2 separate regions of the Sus scrofa genome follow, and region 2 is linked to region 1. A link is a contact called in public Hi-C data. All regions are on one chromosome and are shown on one strand. Each heading gives the region's core, a stretch centred on a gene start, on an enhancer-like site or on the middle of the called end of the contact. The rest is flanking DNA. Distances are from core to core; before and after follow the strand shown.

Region 1 (7,650 bases), core at 1,524-4,023:
CACCCCCAAGGCTGTGACCAGTATGCAGTATGGTTACCCTTTGGATCAGATGACGTTTCTTTCAGTCATTTGTGATCAGGGAGGGCAGGGCTTTGCAGCAGGCCCGGGGACCTTTGCTTGAGGACTGCCTTGGCCCCTGTCCTTGGGGAACAGTGAGCATCACAGACCTTTGCGGCCCAATCCTTGAACCTTCCCAGTTTCACTACTCATGAAAGTGGTAAAAAAATAATAACACCCCTGCCCACTGTCCCAAGACTGATCAGATGACAGAATGAATGGAAAAGTACTTTGTGAATCATAAATATTTTAATCAGGTATAATGATAATTTTTCCTTCTGATAAATATGTTTCCTTTCTTTAGGAGTAATTAAGAAATGTTTAAGATCTATATGAGAAAAATAATAAAACATTATTTTAGTGAAAAGAGATGAATAGATTCTAAAACTTACATGAAAGATAAAAGGCTTATGGTGAAGAAAATTTTGTAGGAAAATAAAAGGGGATGCCTATCTGGACGGATATCAAAAAACTAAAAAATTGTGCCCACTGAAAAAGTGTGGGAAACACAGGAATGGACAGAGAGATATCCAGCTCACAGGCAGAGCTGAGGCCAAGGCAGGCAGAATATCAAGAGCTGCTTTTACATTCAGACAATCTGTTAGGCACACAGGCAGGAGAGAAGAGATGAAAAAAAGAAGAGTAGAAGAGCATCCAAGGCCACTGCTTCCCATCCTTGTCTCATGCAAAGGATGACACCCACCCAAAGAGGCTGGACGCCTGCACCCCAAGTCACTCTAAAACTTTACTTCTGACTGGAAGCCCATTCTATTTATTTATTTATTTGGGGGGCCACACCCATGCCATATGGCAGTTCCCAGGCTAGGGGTTGAATCAGAGCTGCAGCTGTCAGCCTACGCCACAGCCACAGCAATGCCAAATCTGAGCTGCATCTTCGAACTACACGGAAGCTCAACGCAATTCCAGATCCTTAACCCTCTGAGTGAGGCCAGGGATTGAACGCACATTCTCATGGATACTAGGTGGGCTCGTTACCGCTGAACCACACGGGAACTCCTGGAAGCCCATTCTAGACACAGCTGCACCTCGAGGGGCAGGGGCAGAAAGCCTCACATCTTGGAACCAGAGATTTGGGGAAATCCCAGGCAGATGGGGAAGAGAATGTGAGGTGGCCTCGGAGCAGCTCCTTACAACTGTGGCCTCAGTTCCCAGGGGATCACAAAGTGTTCTGATAGCTGTGGTTCCAGACTTGGTCTGCTGGCTTATGATCACACCTGCGAGGTGATCAGAGCTGAGCCATTCCCTCAGAACAGAGAATTACAATAGTGGAGCACAAACTGTGGCGCAGTCCACAATACAAATCAATGGAGAGAGGCTAGCCTACCCAACAAATATTAGACTCCTAGCTGTTACTATACACTAGCGAATTCTAGAGGGGCCAAAGTGTTAAATGTTTAAAAATTTTGGAAAAATATTAGAAGGAAGTGTGGAAGAACATTTTTCTAATTTTGGGTGGGAAATGCTTTTCTTAAAGACACCAGCTGAAAAAAAAAAAAAAAAAAAAAAAGAAAGCCAAGACTGAGATTCAGAAAAAAAGAAATACTTCTGTATGACGGAAGACACCACTGATCAAGCTGTAAGTTTAGCAGTAGACTGGAAGAGGGTTTTTTTTCTTTTTTTAAGTTTTACTGAGTAGAGTTGATTTACAAGATTGTGATAACAAAGTGATTCAGTTATGCATGTACACACATCCATTCTCTTTCAAATTCTTTTCCTACATAGATGATCACAGAATATTGGGTAGAGTTCTCTGTGCTATACAGCAAGTCTCCATTGGCCAATTATTTCATATACCTCAGTGTGCATAGGTCAATCAGCTGGGGGAGGTATTATAATTATAGCATATTTAACAAGCAGAGTATTAATAGATCTTATTGATGGAATATAAAAATAGTTCATACAAATTGAGAAGTAGAAGACAATTCAGTGACAAAACAGTTAATATATAATGTCATATATTATATAATATATAACAGTTAATATAAACGAATCATCCTTAGACAGATAACCATAAACATGTGAAAAAGGTGTCCAGCCCTTATGCAATTCAAATGGCAGTGATGGGCAAAAATCAGAAAGATTCTTCATCTCAAGTTTTGGCCAGTAAGTAGCCAAACTCCTAATGAAAGTGGAAGGACTCATAAATTGGTGAAACCATTTGAGGGGCCAATGCAGTCCTGTTGCACAATCACAAAACGTGCACAGCATCTGATCTAGCAATTCAGCCTCTAGGAACCATCCAAAAGAAACATGTGCATGTGTTCATGAAACAAACAAAAAATCTTGGTGAAAGACCAAGATTTATAACAGAAAAAAAACTGAAACTGCCCGGATGACCATCAACAGGAAGTTGGTTTAAAAATGTTACAGCACATCCATCTGGCGAGGTCCCACCGGGCACTCCTTGCTCCTTCTGCGGGATCCCAGCTCAGGCCGGGAAGGCAGTGACCAAAGCTCGAGGGTGGTCTGGGCACATGTGGCAATGCTGGTGGCCAAGCTATCCACTCCCTCTCCTCTGGTTCTTAGACTCATGGGGCCTCTACTTTTTAGGTCGTGAGTTTGGAAGACCCTGTGACCCTGCCATGGGAACTGTGCAGGTGGCAAAGTCTGCGATGATAAGGCGATTGGGCTGTTGCTATGGCGATGGGAATGGAGGCCCAGTTTTCTGCATGGCAGCTCTAATGACAGGATGGTCAGCCCTGTGGAGGCTGGAGGGTGTGAGCGCAGAGGCCTGCTCCTGGTTGCCATGGCAGTGTGGGCCCTCACGGGAGCACAGAAAGCCCTGGCAGGAGAATTTCCCATCCACACCTGGTTGGAGCAGGAAGTGTTGGGCAGTGACTGAGCCTTGGGGAAACAGGTTGGGGTGTGAGAGAGAAACACAGTCGCCTGCAGCCTAATTACTCAAACGCTGCCCCTCAGAGAAAGAGTCTGCTGAGTCTATTAAGAGAACACCACGCCGTCAGAGATCAGCACAGCCCAGAGAAAAAGCTGACCAGCCCTGACCAGCCCTGGAGCCCGGCGATGGCCCTGCCCTGGCCACACCCAGCCTGACGAGGCCTCCGTGGGGAAGGGTCCCGGCTGCGACCCAGAAGGGGAGGCTCTCAGGCTTGCTGGAGAACAATGAAAAGGAGGAAACTCTGTGATTGAACCTCAAGCCAGAGTCCAGCCAGAGGGTGGGCCCTATTCTCCCAGACACCCAGGCTGGCCGTGCCACTCACCTGGAAGAAGCTGGGGCTATTTCTGCCTTGGAAGCCTGTTGGGGAACGCAGAGGGGTCCCAGCTCCCACGGGCTGGCTGCAGTACAGATGCTGGATGACAGAGCCAGGATGGAGAGCGCCAAGAAGGAAAAGGTAGGTCTCTGCCCCTTCTGGTTTTCTACAAGGGTTTCTCATACTCTCCTCCATCCAGGGGCTTGTTTGGCTTGGACAAGTGTCTGCTCCTTGGTATCTGACCGTATGTGTAGCTGCTTTAGGGACGATCCACTTGGGGTGAATTGTGTGGCGCTAACTTTGTTGGGCAGACCAGGTCCTTTCTCCAGGGCTCCAGACTCCGGCCCTGTGACCTAGAAGGCACAGGCTGCCAGGAGGCCTGGGAGGTGACCCCCACTCCGTAAAGGGTCTGGGAAGTTTAGAGCCCCAGCCGGGGAGCTTGGGGCCTGGGATCTTGGGGGTAGAACCCACTTGCTTAGGGGCAGAAGCAAGACCCTACAGTCATCATGGAAAGGCTCAGAAAGCCAGGCTTCCCCGAAGAGAGCTCTCTTGCTCAGGAGCCTGAGGCCCATTGCTCCAGGCCAGGAGCAGAGAGAGTTACATTTTCCAAAACCAAGAAAAATCCAGACGTCCTCTGGGGCAGCCCTGTGCCCAAGCAGTGCGCAGAGGAGCCAGAGCTGGCGGCAGGGTGGCGGGGAGAGCAGGCCGCTCCTCCAAGCCGGGCTGGGCGGAGGCGTTGGAGGAAAGGGCCCGCGGCCAGTCCCTCCGGCGTGGTTTCCTCCTCCCCTGCCGTTTCTTCTCCTTGGGTGAAATGACGAGGTCAGCATAAACCCGGGGCTGGTTCTGCTCCTGGCAGAGCTAATGATGTCGGGAGAAAAACAACCACCCAGAGCCGGACGCCCACAGCTGCAGGCAGCAGGAAGCCCATGTCTGCCGGTCCCTGGGGCTGTGGTCAGAGCTTGGCTGAGAAATCTTGCACAAGGGGCCGTGGGGGGCACCGGGGAGAAGGGAGGTGGTGTCTTTGGCACAAGCAGAGAGCTGGTGTGGTGACAGCGGGAGATGGGGCCTGTGGCCTGCTATGGGGACCTGGTGTGGGGAGCCCACCACCTCAGCCCCATGGGGCTGGCCCACGCCCCTGCTCCTTTGTCCCCGGGGACACAATGCTCCGTGTGGGAAACCATTTCTGTTCCACCTGCACACGGGGTGCTGGTCCCCGATCAGGAGCCAGGCTGGCTCCTGAGCACAGGCGGGTGGGAATGGGGGGGGGGTTGTCTCACGGATCACTGACAGCCTTGTCAGGCCTGGGAGCATGGGGGAGGCACTGCCTCTGGAGGCGCTTTAAGAGGACACCAAAAATATCAGCCATCAAGACAAATAATGTATATATGTTTTTTATGGCCTCACCCACCGCATATGAAAGTTCCCAGGCCAAGGGTTGAATCCGATCTACACAGCGGCTTCAGCAATGCCCGATCCCTTAACCCACTGTGCCGGGCCGGAGGATCAAACCCATGCCTCCGCAGTAACCCGAGCTGCTACGGTCGGATTCTTACCCCACTGTGCCACAATGAGAACTCCAAGACAAATATTTTAATGCAAATTCCTAAGAATCAAAATTAATGCAAAAAAATTATGATGAGCAAAATGCCAAATTTCCAAAGAAAGAGGGCCTGAGTGCTGCTGGTTTTTTTTGTTTTTTTTTTTTTTTTCACTTGTCTCAGCCCTGTGTTGGCTGCCCTTAGAGCTCCAGTTAGCAAGGTGCCAGGACCAGACAGGGGAGGCATGAGACTGCGATGTCCACACCCCTCCAGTCTGTCCTGGCTGCACAAAGGACCCACCTCTTGTCTGGGCTGTGGGGTGGGGAGCAGGGCGATAGATTGCTTTCAGGGCCATCCTAAGGATCTAAGGTTTTGCTGTCAGGCCCACCCAGGTCCAGTCCTGCACCCCCAGAAAGTGCTCCCTCCACCCCAAGCCAGCATTTAGCCTGGGGCAGGGAGCAATGTCAAAGCTGTCCGGACGGGTCATCTGTGGCTGTACCCACTGCAGGCTCCCAGGCGGGGGAAACCGAAGTGCTGCCGGTTCTGCTCTGCCTGTTTCTCTGGTTCTTCTTGCCTGTGCTGAGTTTTCAGATCACCTGTGGTCAGCCCTCTGTAAGGTGCAGGAATGTGTGGCCTCCGAGCCATTTTCAGTGGCTTCCCTGCATGGATGGCCCCTCCTTACATGGTTTTTCTAGAGCTTCCCCGCATGGATGGCCTGCACGTTTGGATGCTGCTGCCCCTCCCCCGAGCCCCTGTCTGCGGAGCGCCAGCACCCTCGTTTATTCCCTTGGCATGGAATTCTAGCACGCACTCTTGTTTTTTCATAGTTTCAGCATCTGTAAATGGGTTAAAAATATCATCTTTTTCTTTAAAAAGTTTTTCACTGAGGTAGCGTTGCTTTACAATGCTTTAGGCATACAGAAGAGTGATTAGGATAGATACATGTATGCGTGTAAGTACATAGCTATCCTAACCACTCCTCTGTATAGGTGTCCTTTTCCAGATGCTCTTCCATGGCAGGTTACTACAGATATTGAATATAGTTCCCTGTGCTCGACAGTAGGTCCTTGTGGTTTATCTATTTTATATCTAGTTGCGCGTATCTGCTAATCTCAAATTCCTAGTTGATCCCGCTCTCCCCCTTTCCCTTTGGTAACCATATGTTAGTTTTCTAGGCCTGTGAGTCTATTTTGGTTTTGTAAGTAAGTCCATTTGTATCATTTTTTTAGATTCGACATATAAGTCATATCATATGGTGTTTGTCTTTGACTGGCTTACTTCATAACTTAGTATGGGAATCTCTAGGTCGATCGATGTTGCCGTAAATGGCATCATTTCATTCTTTTTTATGGCCGAGTAATATTCCATTGTATATATATGTACCACATCTTCTTTATCCACTCATCTGGCGTTGGACATTTAGGTTGCTATGGAGCTCTATCTCTTGATGGCCAGCACTTCTTGGGTGGCCTGACATTGGGCGCTAGGAGCCCCCTTGGAAGTTCCTGGTCTGTACTTCTCCCTCCCTCATCTGGGCCCTTCTGCTCGTGCACGGGAGGGATGGGGACTCCACAGCCCACACAGTTAGCCCAGGTTTGGGGAGCATGTCTCAGGAAGAAAGCTGGGAAGGTGACCCTCCAGGTGCGTTGGTCTGCCCAGCTGCCATAGCAACGTACTGTGGACCAGGTAACGACCAACAGGTGTTGCCTCCTCTCGATTCTGGAGACTGGGAGTCCGGGATCAGGGGCCGGCACAGTCAGGTTCTGGTGAGAGCTTCCTTCCTGGGTTGCAGCTGGCTGCCTTCCTGTGTGTCCTCGCCTGGTGGAGACAGACACAGAGAGAGAGCAAGCGAGCAAGCGACAGCACTAATGACTTCCCCAGTCACTTCCCCAAGCCCCCCCCCCCCGCAACACTGTACAGTGGGGGTTAGAGCTTCAACGTGTGAATTGAAGGGAACACAATTCAGCCTGTAGCCCCAGGGGTGGAAAGTGGGAGCAGCAGGGTAACTGACTCCTTCCATTTGGGCCCCCCAGCACCCCGGGCACCTTGCTGCTGAAGGAGAAGGCTCAGAGGTGGTGAGGCTATATAGTCGGCATGCTTGCCCAGGCTATATAGTCGGCAGGACTTGTCCCAGCCGGTCTGGGGCCCCAGTGGGAGAGATGCCCCACCTCCCACCCCAGGCTGCTTGGAGGCCCTGCTACTGCCAGATGTTCAGGATGCAAAGCTCCAGGTGGCCCCCAAGCAGGTGTGCTGGGAGAGGGGCCAGTGCGGGGAGGAGCAGATGGACCCACTGAGCAGAGCGGTGACAAGACCCTGAACGTGAGGGGACCAGGCTCCCCCATGGCCCACTCAGGTGTGGAGTCAGCAGCGGGGGGCTGGGGCTGTACCTGCTCGCCTTGGGCCCCTCTCAGCCAGGAGCTGCTGGCTCTGAGCAGCGTGAGAGGTTGTCCCTGTGGTCGCCAAGGGGGCTGGGAGGCCACGGGGCAGAGGCTGCCCCAGGAGAGCCGAACAAGCCACCTGTGTCCCAGGCCTCTGGGTCAAGGCCCCAGAGAAAGAGCATTACAAGTCTCAACATGTCCCTGGGGGGAGTGGTGGCACCTGGAGCAGGCCAAGGGCAGCCAGCAGTGAGACAGGGCAGCATGGACCCAGCCAGGCCCACGCCTGCCCCTGCAGCAGCAGGACCCAAGGGTGGATGGGCCTCGGAGAGACAGGCACAGAATGCTCTTGGCCTCCTTCCCCAGTTCTGCAGAGCTGCCCGGAAGCCACTCCGAGGCAAAAGAGATGAGAGCGGTGTTGAAGGGAGTCTGTCCGGGGAATATTCTGGA
Region 2 (7,650 bases), core at 2,733-5,232, 120 kb after region 1:
TAAAATTGGGCCAGAGTTGTTCAATAAAATATATAAAGCTTGGCCATAAGAGAGAAATTTGGAAGCTAATTTTGGCAATAACCAACTAGCCCGAGAAAACCTCAGCACAGGAAACCTCGGACGCCGTGAGGTTCGGATCTAGGTGTAGCCCTGGTGCTGATATCAGATACCCTTAATAATGAACCTGGGTATGGGCAGACCGCAACTTATCCTCACTCCTTAGGGCCCTTTAAGGCTAGAGGCTTAAGCAGGTGCATGACGACTCCCTCTGAGGAGGTTTGAGAAGCAAGTCATTCACACCTTACAACAAAGTGTAGCCTCCAGGGAGCTGTACATCATCCAGATCGGCCTTCGGATTTGTGAGAAGTAAGGACTCAGTAAAACCCTGAGGCACTAACTGTCCAGGAGAAGTTCTCCTTCTCAAGTGAGGGCGGAAAGGCACTGGCTAGTCTCCTCAACTGGAATACTAAGGAATGCACTGCACAAGTCCGTCACTGCAAAGAATCTACTTCCTGTGGGAATGGCTGTTAGCGTCAAGAGAAGCAGCAGGTGTTTGTTGCTTGGAGGTCCCGGACCTTTCAGTTTTGTCCCCTGTGTGACGGGAGTATACGGGCGCTAGTCCAAGGGATAGTGAGGCCTTGAACCTTGTAATCTGAGTTATGGGCTTTATGTCTTGGATGAATGGCTTCTTATACGTTGATTAATTCTGGGAAAAGCTTTCGAGGAATCTGTTTGTATGTTGATGGGAAGTGCACAATGAATTGTGCCCATATCCATTGATTTTCTTCTATAAGGAGGGTGGTAACTGATTTAGGGACAAATGATCTGTTTCCAGAATCAGCTGTAGTATCATCAGAGATGGAGCAAATCAGAGATGTCAAAAGGTCACTGAATTCATCTGCCAGGTTACTTTGACTACTGAAAATTCTGGAATTATTTCTCCCGTTTGGGAGAAAGAAATTCTGGCACCATACTTCTCTGAGAAGTCTCAGCCTGAGGCATGGAGAGAGGTTGAGGAACTGAGGAGAAAAGAGCGTGTGACATCTCGAAGGGCCTAAATAGAATGGAACAGGTTCAGAGACAGGAGCCTCTTAAAGTTCCCGGGAGAGCCCCCCTCTCTGAACTGGTTACCCTGAGCCAGGGGCTGCTTTGTAGTAGTGAGGCTGAGCCTTGAGAGTGGCTGCAGTGTCAGCTAGGACTAGAGGTGATTCGCCCCCAATCTGGAGAAATGTTTCTCTAAGCCAGTGAAGAGGGAGGATTGAAGAACCCCTGTAGGTCCTTGGAGCCCCATCATGGAGAACTGAGAAGACATTGGCAAGGCTGGTTGGAAGGCTGAAGGTGCCTGAAGCGCTTCAGTTTATCACAACCTCTTTCCCAAAGTCCTGGCTCTTTGCAATAACAGCAGAAGCTAGGAGGGTTTGGGTTTCATTTAGGAGCCTTCATTGGCTGGATTAGAAGAGAAAGAATTTTAGCCACCCCCCCCCCCACCTATTATTTTCATTTTAAGTTTTTAATGAAAGTTCTATACAAGATTATTTTATTCCTGCATCTTTTCAATTGTTTCTTCCTTATATTTGCCTTTTCCTTTCCTGCTTGGCGAGATGTGGCATTTGTCTTTTTGTGATCCTTGTCCAGTTTTAGTCTGGTGGTCACCAACCACCCCGCGGGGGTGAATGCCCACATGGACGGTTGTGCCATGAGCCTTCTCCCACTGCACTCATTCAGTGTAGATGACGCGGTTTCTCCAGTCAGCCTGGACTTTGCCAGCCTGCTGCCCTTCGTAGTGCCCTCGTACAACCTGAACGTCATCGTCCTTTCGGATGGGCATGGATCAGACGTTGTACTTGTGTCTCAGCTCTTTGGAAAGACATAATCTTCCTGCGAATGTGGGAGGTGCATTGAAATGCCTTTTACGGTTCTTGCTTCAATCAGAGGTCACAAGGGATTGAACCTCATTTTGGCCACTGGCGCTTCAGCGGTGGCCCCGAAAGGGAAGAGCCATTTCCCTTTTAGGTGCCTCGCCTGGAGTGTGAGAGCTGTTTTGCCAGATTAATTAAACCTGGGGTGGGCGGAGTTTCCCATTTCATCCTGGTCCTTTTTTGCTAGAAGGGAAGGGTCTTGCTTCCGCCTCCTCATACACATAGAGTTAAAAGCTGTCTGGGTAGAATTAACACCTGAAGGAAGACCAGAATTTTCTTTAAAAATCTGAAATCGGTTATAATAATCATGGGCACATTCATTAAGTTTTTGTGTGGAAACCTGTATTTTGTTCCAATCAACAGGCTTTGGAAAAGCTGTAGGAATTGCCCCATGAAGTTGCCTAGCAGTTGCCTGAGCCTGATCCTATATTAAGTTAACAGGCTGGAGGCCTTTCAGGATTTCCCCAGTTAGTGGTTTTCATCCAGTGCTGGCCTGGCCTTCACCATCAAGCATAGGAACTAGCTGATAGAAGTCAGACAAACCAGTTTCTGAGTTTGAATGACTGTATTAAATTCCTCAGCACATCTGTGAGGATCTTTGGTTACTTTGGAAAAATCTTTGTCTGTGGCTCACAGTTCAGCTTTCATCCAGGGGATATACAAAATTAAGGTTTTAGTTTCTTTAGGATCCTCAGAAGGCTTAAATTTAAAGAGACAGGCTCTGATAGGTTCAGAGGAAAAGTGGGGAGAGTTTGAGAGAAAAAAGGAAATTCAGAGAGAGGATTAGTGTAGGGGAACTGGGGGCTCTAGAGCAGGTGTAGGTGGGGTGGGGTAGAAGAGGGAGATGGCCCAGAGGTGGGCATCAGCACGTGGGGCTCAGGGAAAGACAGGATGGTGTGGGAGGCGAACCGGAGACAAGCTGAGGAGGAAGAGCCTGAGGCTCTGGGAACCACATCATCTTTTAAGTCATTTGTTTGCCCCAGTCTCCAAGTCTTATTTTGCATAAAATCAATTTTAGGCTGCTGATCATGTTTGGAAGCCTCAAGCTACCAATCCAAATAGGCATTCCATTCAGTTAGGGAAATTTTAGGGCTCTGGTTGTCCACTTTGGTCTTAAGAAAAATAGGTTTGAACAGTTAAAAAATTCCCCATCATGGCCATTGACATGCTAAATTGCCTTTGGTTAGGCTGGTCCATTTGGTTAGAAATTCTCAGAAGGAATGACTGCAGTTTTTCAACATAATATCGGCCAGAGTCCCTGTGGTGGGGAGGTGCCCTCAAAATATTTAGGTAACTGGGATCTCATTTCTCAGAGGTCTTTCTCTAAGAGAATTTTTAAAAAGCCTAAACAGCTCAAGCAGCTTACAGCTTAAACAGCTTATAGCTCAAACAGTTCAAATATCTCAAACAGCCTGCTGGCCTAACACCAGCCAGTTCTAAAGGAACAGGTTGGTCCTAGCAGAGCCAGCAGATGGCATCTCAGCAGTGTTCCCATAGAACAACCCCTATTCCAAAGGAATGGCCTGAAGGCTGAACTGGCACAGTTCCAATGAAATATAGCCTCTGTTCCCAAAGGAATGGGCTGAAGGCTAGCCGGCTCCAATTGGAGCAGTCTGATTTCAAAATGAGACTGAAATTCCAAATGAGTACTCAAGTACAGAACAGGGCCTTAACCAGAAAGGATAAAAAATAGATCCCAGCTAAAGCTTGGGAGATGCCAGCTAAAGCTTGGAGAGATTCAAAATGCAGAGGGTGGAGGCTCAGACCCAGGAGAAAGAAATACTTTTGAATTCCAGGATCAATGAGGAAATCAGTGAGCAGCAGTGGCCTTTCATGCGCACTGCACCTGTTCACTTACCAGCCTGTTGGGGGTCTCCTCTGGATCCCTGTGCAAGTCACCAAAGTGTTGGAATAAAAAAACTGCCAGTTATTTCTTCCACAAAAATGGGTTTATTTGAGATCAGCAGAGAACTGCAATTCACAGTCTGCCATCATGGCGAGCCACATGCAAGTCCCCACGTGGCAAGGGAAGCAGGGGGCAGGGGGACCGTAGGACACAGAGTCCACGTTTTTTTCATTGGCTGAGTTGTTGCCAGGATAGAGAATGTTTCTTCTTCCTGTTGGGCTCTGCTGTGGCTGCAGGGCATAAGAGCTCCCCCTTCTGGTCTCCCCACTCTTAATTGAGTGTTTTGTTTATTAACTTTTTACAGAGCTCTCCTAGCTCTGTGGTCCTGGGCCAGAGGTCTCTGGCTCCTCTCCTGTGAGTAAGAACTGAATGGAGCTTTGTTTCTGGGCTTGTTACTGAGCCTGGGTAGATGGCAAGGGCTTTGCACAATATGTCCAATTCGACTTCTAGCCCTGGGGTCTCTGAGCTCAGAGGTGGAGTCTGGGTCTTGCCTGCTAGGAGTCTTTGCGGGGGCACTAAAGGGTGTTCCAGGGGCATCTGGAGCCAGAGGTAGCCGAGGAGTAGGGAGGTGGGAGAAAGAGGACCTCCAGTGCTGACCTACCACCTCCTGCTGGGTTAGGCCCACATCTCCCAACCAGACTGCCTGTCTCTGCCTTTTTGCCTTTAAGTCTGGTTTCAAAAGTCTGAAAAGCAGGTCACATGGTATCTGTCACTCCTGGCTCAAAGCCATCCAGCAGTTCCCCACACCTCAGTAAAGCCAAAGTCCTCACCATGGCCCCCAGGGCCCTAGCATTTCTGTTTTCACCCATGCCCCCACTGGCCTTAGCTCCTACACTGCCCACCCTGAACCCCGCCCCAAACCCTACTGCCCTGTGATAAGCCGGGTGCATACCTTCGTCACTGCTCTCCCACTTGAACTGTCCCAGATACCCTCACCCTCCTCCTGAGTGGGGCTGGCTGCATGGTATCCTCTGCTCCTCAAATCTCCAGGTGTGCTCTCGCCTTAGGGCATTTGGCTTTGCTGTACCATCCACCAAAGTTACTCTTCCCACTCGAAAATTTCTTTGTCAGGTGTGGACTTTCCTGGCCAATCGCCACATAAAAACTGTATTTTTAAAATTAACACACAGTAGAATGGACTCTTCTGGTGCACAGGTTTATCACACCTTTAGGCCCATTCATCTCCATCAAAATCAGGACAGCTGCTCATCTGTTTTATTGTGATCATAAGCTCTCCCATTACAAATCCATGCATCTGATATTTCAGTGTCCCTAGAGTTTTGCCTTCTCCAAGTGTCATATAAGTGGAGCCAGACCATACGTAACCTTTTGAGTCTGGTCTCTCTTATTCAGCGTAATGCCTTTGAGATTCATCTGTTCTTCTTTCTTTTTGCATAATATTCTGTGCCATGGATAGTCCACAGTTTCCCATTCACCTATTGAACATTTGAATTGTTTCCAGGTTTTAGTGGTTATGAATAGAACAAGTGTATACAGGTTTTTGTGTGAACATAGCTTTTCATTTCTCTTGGGTAAGTAATAAGATATAGCATTACCATGTTATATGGTAAGTGTATGTTTAACTTTATAAGCGAGTGCCATGTTGTTTTCCCTTGGGCCCGTATCACTTTGCAGTGCGCTAGTGAGGAAAGCCACACGTGTGAATTAGACATTCACCAGTCACCAGGTGCTCTGTATCCTTGCCAACACTTATATTCTCAGTATTTAACTACTCTATGGTGTATAGCAGTGGCTCACTGTGGTTTTAATTTGCATTCCCTGAGTATCTACAGTGTTGACCGGCTTTTCACTGGCTAACTAACCATCTATATATTCTCTCTGGTAAAGTGTCTGCTCAGATTTTTGGCTTACTTTAAAAAAATTGAATTGCTGGTTTTCTTACTGTTGAATTTTGAGTTCTTTATGCATACTGTATGTAAGTCCTTTGTTAGTTATATGATTGGTAAATATTTTCTCCCAGTTTGTAGATTATCTTTTCCTTCTCTTACCAGTGTATTTTTCAGAGCAGATCTTTTAAATTTTGATGAAGTCCAGTTTACCAGTTTTTTTTTTTTTTCCTCATGCTTTTGGGCCACGTCTCTGGCCCCAAGTGACCCCAGTTGCAAACATTTTTGTCTATTTTCTTCTAAGCAAATGTTTACATTTGACTATTTTCTTCTAGAGGTTACATTTAGGCCTATAATTCATTTCAAATTAATTTTTGTTTAAAGCGTGAGGTTTAGGTCGAAGTTCATTGATTTGTGTATGGATGTCCAATTTTTTCTGGCACCGTTTGTTGAAAAAACCATCCTTTTTCTACTTCATTGCCTTTGGGCCTTTGTGAAAAATCAATTTTCTATTTTTATGTGGAACCATCTCTGGACTCTATTCCATTTACCTCTGTGTTTATTCCTTCAAAAATACCATTTAGGAGTTCCTCTTATGGCTCAGTAGTTAAGATCCTCACATAGTGTCCTGACGATGCAGGCTTGATCCCTGGCCTCGCCCAGTGGGTTAAGGAACTGGTGTTGCTGCGAGCTGTGGCGTAGGTCACAGATGTGGCTCGGATCTGGCACGGCTGTGGCTGTGGCTTAGGCTCCAGCTCCAGCTCGACCCCTAGCCCAGAAACTTCCATATGCCGCAGGTGTGCCCCTAAAAAGAAAAAAAGGTACTATTTAAAGTTGATTAACTTGAATTTTAGAGTAATGCTTAATGTCAGATAGTGTGAGCCCTCTAACTTTGTTCTTTTTAAAATTGTTTTGACTATTCTGTTTCCTTTGACTTTCCAAAGAAATTTTAGAATCAGCTTGTTTTTATTTATTAAGTAATTTTTTGAGATCTTGATTGGAATTGCACTGAACCTTTAGGACAATTTGGGGAAACATCTTTGGCTTTCTTTGGTTTCTTGCTAGTTTAGTAGGTTTTCAACATATAAACCCAGTACTTGTTTTATTACCTTTATACATACATATTTCATTATCTGGAGCTATTATAAAATTGTGTTTCCTTTTCCAGTTGTTTCTTGCTAGCACATAAAAATCAATTGATTTTTCATGTGATGACCTTGAAACCTTGCAGAACTCACTTTTAGTTTTAAAAGATTTTTGGTAGATTCCATTTAATCTTCCACATAAACAATCACATTGTCTGTGAATAAGAATAAATTCATTTCTCCTTTCGTGATCTGATGATCTGGTTGCCTTTTTTTTTTTTTTTTCTTGTCTTACTGCACTGGCTAGAACTATGTTGCTTAGGCATAATGAGAGTGGACATCTTTGTTTCCCACTTTAAATTTCCGTGTTTCACCATTAACTATAATGTTATAGGTAGAGTTTTTGTAAGTACCATTGATCAGGTTAAGGAAATTTACTTCTGTTACTAGTTTTCTGAGAGTTTTCATAACAAATGGGTGTTGGGTTTTGTCAGATGCTTTTTCTGCATCAAGTAACATGGTCATGGTTATTTTCTTCTTTAGCAGTTAGCATTGGTTGGTTTTTGGAATATTAAACCAGCTTTGCATTCCTGGGGTACATACCACTTAGTCTTGGTGTAGTGTTATTTTTTATATGCTCCTGCGTTTGTCTTGCTAGTATTTTGTTGAGGATATGTGTGTCTTTGCTAATGAAGGATATTGGTCTCTAGTTTTCTTGTACTGCCTTCATCTGGCTTTGGTATTGTTATTGCTGGGAAGTGTTCCCTCATCTTTTGTTTTTTGGAAGATATATTGTGTAGAATTATTTTTTCTTCTTTAAATGTTTAATAGAATTCACCAGGAGATCCCATCAGGGCACAGCAGAAATGAATCCGACTAGGAAACACAAGGTT

The links. A called contact is a pair of places that touch in the nucleus more often than the background predicts.
Region 2: a Hi-C map of skeletal muscle shows a contact between it and region 1, with 4 times the contacts expected there. The contact joins the enhancer-like site here to the promoter of GCK in region 1. A contact is called at or near these places in 5 of 5 promoter capture datasets (fetal liver, fetal skeletal muscle, liver and 1 more), 25 of 47 Hi-C or Micro-C datasets (adipose tissue, alveolar macrophages, blood and 14 more) and 2 of 2 datasets of contacts at active chromatin or transcription factors (alveolar macrophages and skeletal muscle).

The regions. Positions count from the first base shown.
Region 1 is chr18:50,976,394-50,984,043 of Sscrofa11.1, forward strand. GCK (glucokinase) reads left to right here and starts at 2,774. Exons shown (of 10, transcript XM_013985832.2): 1 at 2,774-3,428. The coding sequence starts at 3,384. LOC106506864 (a long non-coding RNA gene) reads right to left here. Exons shown (of 6, transcript XR_002340280.1): 6 at 6,183-6,643.
Region 2 is chr18:51,092,104-51,099,753 of Sscrofa11.1, forward strand. It overlaps the pseudogene LOC110257529. Among named protein-coding and RNA genes, the nearest start is that of POLM, 18 kb to the left of the region's middle. Within about 2 kb of position 3,983, at least 32 of the 83 cell types and tissues checked have an H3K27ac peak or open chromatin away from gene starts, as enhancers often do. A contact at or near this core is called in adipose tissue, brain, fetal liver and 6 more, where this site is marked.